Regions from separate parts of the Anas platyrhynchos genome. Here region 1 is linked to region 2. A link is a contact called in public Hi-C data. All regions are on one chromosome and are shown on one strand. The core of a region is the stretch at or near the end of the contact, and the rest is flanking DNA. Distances in the headings are between cores, read along the strand shown.

Region 1 (2,700 bases), core at 59-2,558, 250 kb before region 2:
CCCTTAAGCCCTGCGCCCCGCGGGGTTCCCTCAGGTTGCGCGGAGAGGGACCGGGGGGCGTCCTGAACGGTGTCCGCGGAGCACACCGGGGACACTGCAGCCCCCTGGGGAGACCCCCGACGGCTTCTCGGGGTCGCTTCTCGGGGTGAGGGCTAACTGCCCCCCCGGGACGAACATCTAGCCCGACGGCGTTGGCAGCGGCGGTCCCCGTCGGGGCTCAGAGTCCCCAACACGGTGTGTCCCCCCCCAATTTCACCGCCCCCCGGGGGCCGGGCTCACCTGCCCGGGGTGCCTCCGGCGGGAGCCCCCGCTCACCTCTCTTGCTGCGTCTCCAGCGGCTGGCTTGGCAGTGGCCGTAATCCATGCAGTTGAGGATGAGCAGGGCAAAGGAGAAGAGGCGAAACTGCATCCTGGGCCGCTGGGCTGGGCAGCCTCCCTCCCTCCCTTCCTCTGGCGGCGAGGGGCGGCGGGGGCCGGTGCGGGGCTGCGGGCGGCCGGGGAGGGGGCGCCGGAGCTCGGCGGCTGCCGCAGGGCCCGGCGGGGGCTCACTCGCCTCTCACCCCCCTTCCCGCACGCTGCGACCTCCCGGCGGCTTCCAGCATCGCCCCTGCGCTGCGGGGAGAGAGCGGGGAAAAGCTGGGCTCGGGGCTTCCCTCGTCCTCCCCCTCCTCTGTTTCTCCCCGTGGGTGAAAAAATAAAAAATAATAACAAATAGCAAATAAAAAGCCAAGTCCCGGCGGGAGCGGAGTCCCAGAGAGCCCCCCAACTTTTTCTTTTTTTTTTTCCCCCTCGCTCCCTCCCGGCTCCCCGGTGCGCCCCGGGGCCGGGCTGTCAGGCGAGGCAAGGCGCTATTTATCCCGGCGCGGGGGCGCACCCCGCCCACACTCGCCCAGGTCTCGGGCACGGCGGGGCGAAGCCGCCTCCCCTATCCCCTATCCCCTATCCCCTATTCCCCTGCCTTCCCCCGGCGGCCCCGCCGCCAGCTCGCCCCGTCGGAGCCCCGACGGGGCGACAGCTCCGGGCCACATGCAAGCTCTGTGTCCCCCCTCCAAAATAAATAAAATAAAATAAAACATTAATAAAAAAAGACTACAACACAAAACACCCCACCTTCCTCTCTTTATCCTCTCCTCTCGGCGGCAAACCGGGCCGCCGGTGCGCGTCCCCCCCCCGGCCGCCCCTTTTATGCCGGGGGGCGGCCGCGGCGGCGCGGGCAGCGGGGCCGTGCGGGCTCGGCGGGGATGCGCGGGACGTAGGTGGTGCTGTGCTCCCAGCCATGCCGCCCCGCCGCCCCGCCGCCCGGCCCTAGCGCCGCCCGGCGCCGCGCCCCCGCCCTCCGCAGCCCCGGGGGCCCCCAGCGCCCGCCCAGCCCTGCCCGAGCCCCCCCCCGCGGGCTGCTCCCGGCCCCGCCGCTCGCTCCCGCTCCCCGCAACGCCGCCCTGTCCTCGCCCTGAGCTGTTTCGGGAAACCTCGTCCCGCTCGCTTCTCTCCCTCTTTTTTCCTTTTCTCCCACCCCTTTTCTCCTTCCCGCAGTGTGTGGTAATTAAATCTGTTTCCTTCTTTCATCCCTGGTTTTAAGACCTCGAGCCGTTTATTTTCCCCTCTTTTTTTTCTTTCCTGCCAGGTTCCTACAATCTCGCAACCTCCCAAGCCTCTTCGTTGAAACACCACTTTCATTATCCCGGGAAAATCGCTCATGAAGTCCTGAAGTATAAGTTTTGTGAGCGATTTCTAGCGGTTTCTAGCCATATCTCTATTTGGCAAAGCACTCTGTTTCCCTGGTAAGCGGGGACCCAACAGTACAGACAAGCGAGGATGAAGCGAGGAAGCACCCAGGAGGTTCTGGATGCATTTAGCTCGGATCCATGAGGGTCTGTTAACTCCTCATAGCATCAGCTAAACTGACCCCACATCTGGGACACGTTGATTTCTCTGCTTCCCCACAGCACCACGGGTACCGGCAGACCGTGGGCTTCTCAGCTGTAGAGCTGGACCTGTTGGGGTTGACCCACGAACCCCACGGGACATGGGGTGACAGGGAGCAGGTGCATGAAGTGGGGAGGCAGCGAGGGCCTGGCACAGCCAGCACCAAGCCAGCTCCTGCACACCCTGGGCTGGCTCTCTGCTGGGGGTCTCTTTTCCCCTCCACCCGACACTTCTGGTTCTGGGAACGCGGTGCTGAAATCCCTGAGCTGCCTCGGGACACAGCCAGCCAGGGGCTCACAAAAGCAGATGTACTCTTTCCAGAGCAGCAGCGCAACTGCATTCACATGGCACTGTGCCTGAGCTAATAAATCCCGTTAGACCCACGCTGGCTTTTCAGCTGTGGTCTGGACAACCTGACCACAGAGAGATGACGTTTGGCTGTATGGTGTTTGCCATACTGTCCTGAGACTGCATTTAGCAGCGTAATATTCCTCTAACACAGAGAAGCATCGGTGCTCAGTTGGCAGCAGAAGAGTGAGTTAGAAAGAGGCTGAATAACTTGCCTGAAACCCAAAGGCAGGTGTGTGGCAGAGTCAAAACTTGATCCTGGGCTTCCCAAGTTCTTGGGCAGTGCTGTAAGCCCCGGGCTGCCCTGCTTTACACCTACCTGGAGCACAGGAGCAGCGCTGTACTCATGCAACTGCTAGCATGAAATATGAAGACTTCTAAAAATTACATCAAAGTACAGAATAATAGCTTCTGATGATAAATTTG
Region 2 (2,700 bases), core at 147-2,646:
TTTAGAAACATGAAGAGAATAAGTATAATGAAAGTGAATATGTCTGTAAAAGTCGGTTTTATCTGATTTGTGGCTATGCACATTTCTGACTGAAGGGAAGTCCAGAGCACGAGAAAATTATATAACATTCCAGTAAGAGGTAGGATCAGACTTGCTTTCCTCTACTAAGCTTGGAGATTGAAAGCCTGAGGTGTTAGGGCTTACCTATTAGACTCACAGAGAGCCCCAGAATCTTGTAGAGCCCTCACACAAACACATGCTGTTTTAGCTTCACTGCTCTTGTGATCTACCCTGATGGAAAACAGCCTGTTTGGGTATGTCTACATAGATTATAACTGTTATCTGTCTCAGCCTGAACTGGCTCACCCATTCTGAGATCCCACCACTGGGATGCAGCCACTTCCAGGAGGCTGCCATGTACAGCTGAGATGGGTGGACTGGTGTGAGTACAGCTAGGAAGCGTTGCATCAGTACCACAAATGCTGTCAGTGGGGTATATGGTTTTGCTAATATGGATAAGGAGTAGCTGTCACTGTCTGCTGGGAAGGTTTCAGCCAGGTATGCTTTAAAAAGTGGGCAAGGTAAAAAGGACTTATGTGTAGCTGTGGGAAGAAATAGGCAAAGAGTAATTCCATGAACACCCATTTGTCAACAAATGTTATAATACTGTTTTTAATATAAATTTGCTTACATAGCAAAGAGGATTTTCGCTATAGTTTCCAAATACTGAAATACTTTCCTTTGCACTTGTTCACAGTGTGATTATCTCTGCCCCCTGTGGAAGGCTCAAAGACTTATTTCATATCACATCCAAACGTGATATTGTGAAATGTTGAACTGTCTGAGACCTTGGATTTAAAAATAAATTAAGATTTCATTGAAAGAAAGAGTTCCTTAGAAAGTTATTTTGATATAAAATACTTTCAAAGCAGATAGTGCTTAGATGGATGAAGAACCTTGCTAGTTTTCCAAGAGAAAATTATACTATAGTGTTAAGGTGCTGGTAATATGCATATATTATTAGTGAAAGCTTATTCTGGATTTCCAGTCCTTGAAGTAGACATTCTGAACTAAAGAGAATACTGTGAACTTTTTGATGAAAATGTTTCCCTAAATGTGAATGTTTTGATCCAGCTGCTCTGCCAGCACTGCCTCTGAGCATGCGACCCCTCACCCCAAATACCAAGCGGTTCTCTAAAAGGCATTGCACCAATGAAGAGGACAGGAGAGGCGAGTGTCATGTCTTTAACCTTTCCTCCCTCCTATACCCCTCACAACACCGGCTGTCCATCCATCTGCAAACATTTTTTCTAAAGCAAGGGAATCCTGAGAGTCTATCCATCCCAGCCTGATCCTTTCAGGCTGCAGCCTCTCCTCCTTCACAGATGAATAAATGCTGCTCCCTGCTGGAAACTCTCAGTACTGTGCTGGCTGCTGCTGTTTCCTTAAGAAAAGAAGGTTATGTAACGAGTAAATAAATACCTATTAACAAATCAGGCAAATGCAGTCCCCCCAAAAGCAAATGCTCCATGGGCAGCATTGCCACAGCTCCTACTGTCCTCAGGGCCACTTTGCTGCAATGCTTGGAGAGAGCCACAGCAGTGGGCACCCTCTCATCCAAGCACCAATTTTCTCTGGTGGCACGAGAGAATTGAGAGAAGCTGCACCTGGGTGCTGCTCTTCAATCTCAGGTAAAATCCTGTATGTTTACACACCTACAAATGCAGAGCTGTTCTTGTTGACTCAATGCATAAAAAGCCACATTATCTTGTGGACAAATAAACCCTTCCTCATGTATATCTTATATTAAGCATATACATGCAGAGAAGCAGGCAAAGGAAAAGGAATCAGTCTTCTATGACCAATGAACATTCTCAACAATTATGAACTTGATTCCCTAAATTTATGACATCTGAAGCATGTCCACTGACATATGATGGTCGCCTATATGGTGGATCTCCCTGGGAGGAGAGAGAGGAGATCAGGCCATTAACAAGAAGTGAGCTTGCTTGACAAGCTGTCTTGCAAACCCACTTTATGTGGGCTAATTTAAGCAGAAAATACATTTTAATACGTTTAATCGTGTTAATAATGCTGTCTTAAGTTAGGCAAAATTCTGAACATTTGTTACAATCCATTTGACTGAACTTCACATAAGGTGATGGTGGCAGCACCCTTCAGACCCTAATGGGAAGACACTGTGTACTAAATACCTCCACAGAGTACAGATAAATCCTTATTAAACTGAGCCCAAGAGCTGTCAGATCCAGGGAATGCTACTTCCAGCACTCACAGTGCTGCTGTCTTATCTCTCCACAGGCTGTTCCTCTGCACAAGAGGAGGGTACACACTGTGGTGCCAGTGTGCTTAGATGTGTTTGTACCTGTGAAAGGACTGGAAGAACTCTTGTAGGGCACAATACGTAATTTATGGTGTTAATTTAACAGTGTGTATAGTACAACTGCTGTCAGTAATAGAAGTAATGAATATCAACCAAGGAAAAAGATACTTGTAGAGGCAACAGCTATTCAAGGAATAAGAGGCATATCAAAGTATGACAACTTACTTGCCTTCTCCTAAGAGGAGTTGCCTCATTCTTTGCCTTTACTCCTTCCTCAGTTGTGGTTTCTTATTATTGAGACATCTTTTTTTTTGTACCCACTACGTACAATGATTCCTTTATAAATACTGTATTTACTA

Evidence for each region. A called contact is a pair of places that touch in the nucleus more often than the background predicts.
Region 1: a Hi-C map of F1 follicle shows a contact between it and region 2, with 2.2 times the contacts expected there. The contact joins the promoter of RSPO2 here to the enhancer-like site in region 2. A contact is called at or near these places in 4 of 8 Hi-C or Micro-C datasets (F1 follicle, liver, skeletal muscle and 1 more).

Annotation. Positions count from the first base shown.
Region 1 is chr2:18,721,172-18,723,871 of IASCAAS_PekinDuck_T2T, reverse strand. It overlaps RSPO2 (R-spondin 2), which reads right to left and starts at 1,308. Exons shown (of 6, transcript XM_027452602.3): 1 at 1,111-1,308; 2 at 280-612. The coding sequence starts at 409.
Region 2 is chr2:18,474,402-18,477,101 of IASCAAS_PekinDuck_T2T, reverse strand. No RefSeq gene overlaps it. Among named protein-coding and RNA genes, the nearest start is that of TMEM74, 24 kb to the right of the region's middle. Within about 2 kb of position 1,396, at least 3 of the 8 cell types and tissues checked have an H3K27ac peak or open chromatin away from gene starts, as enhancers often do. A contact at or near this core is called in F1 follicle, where this site is marked.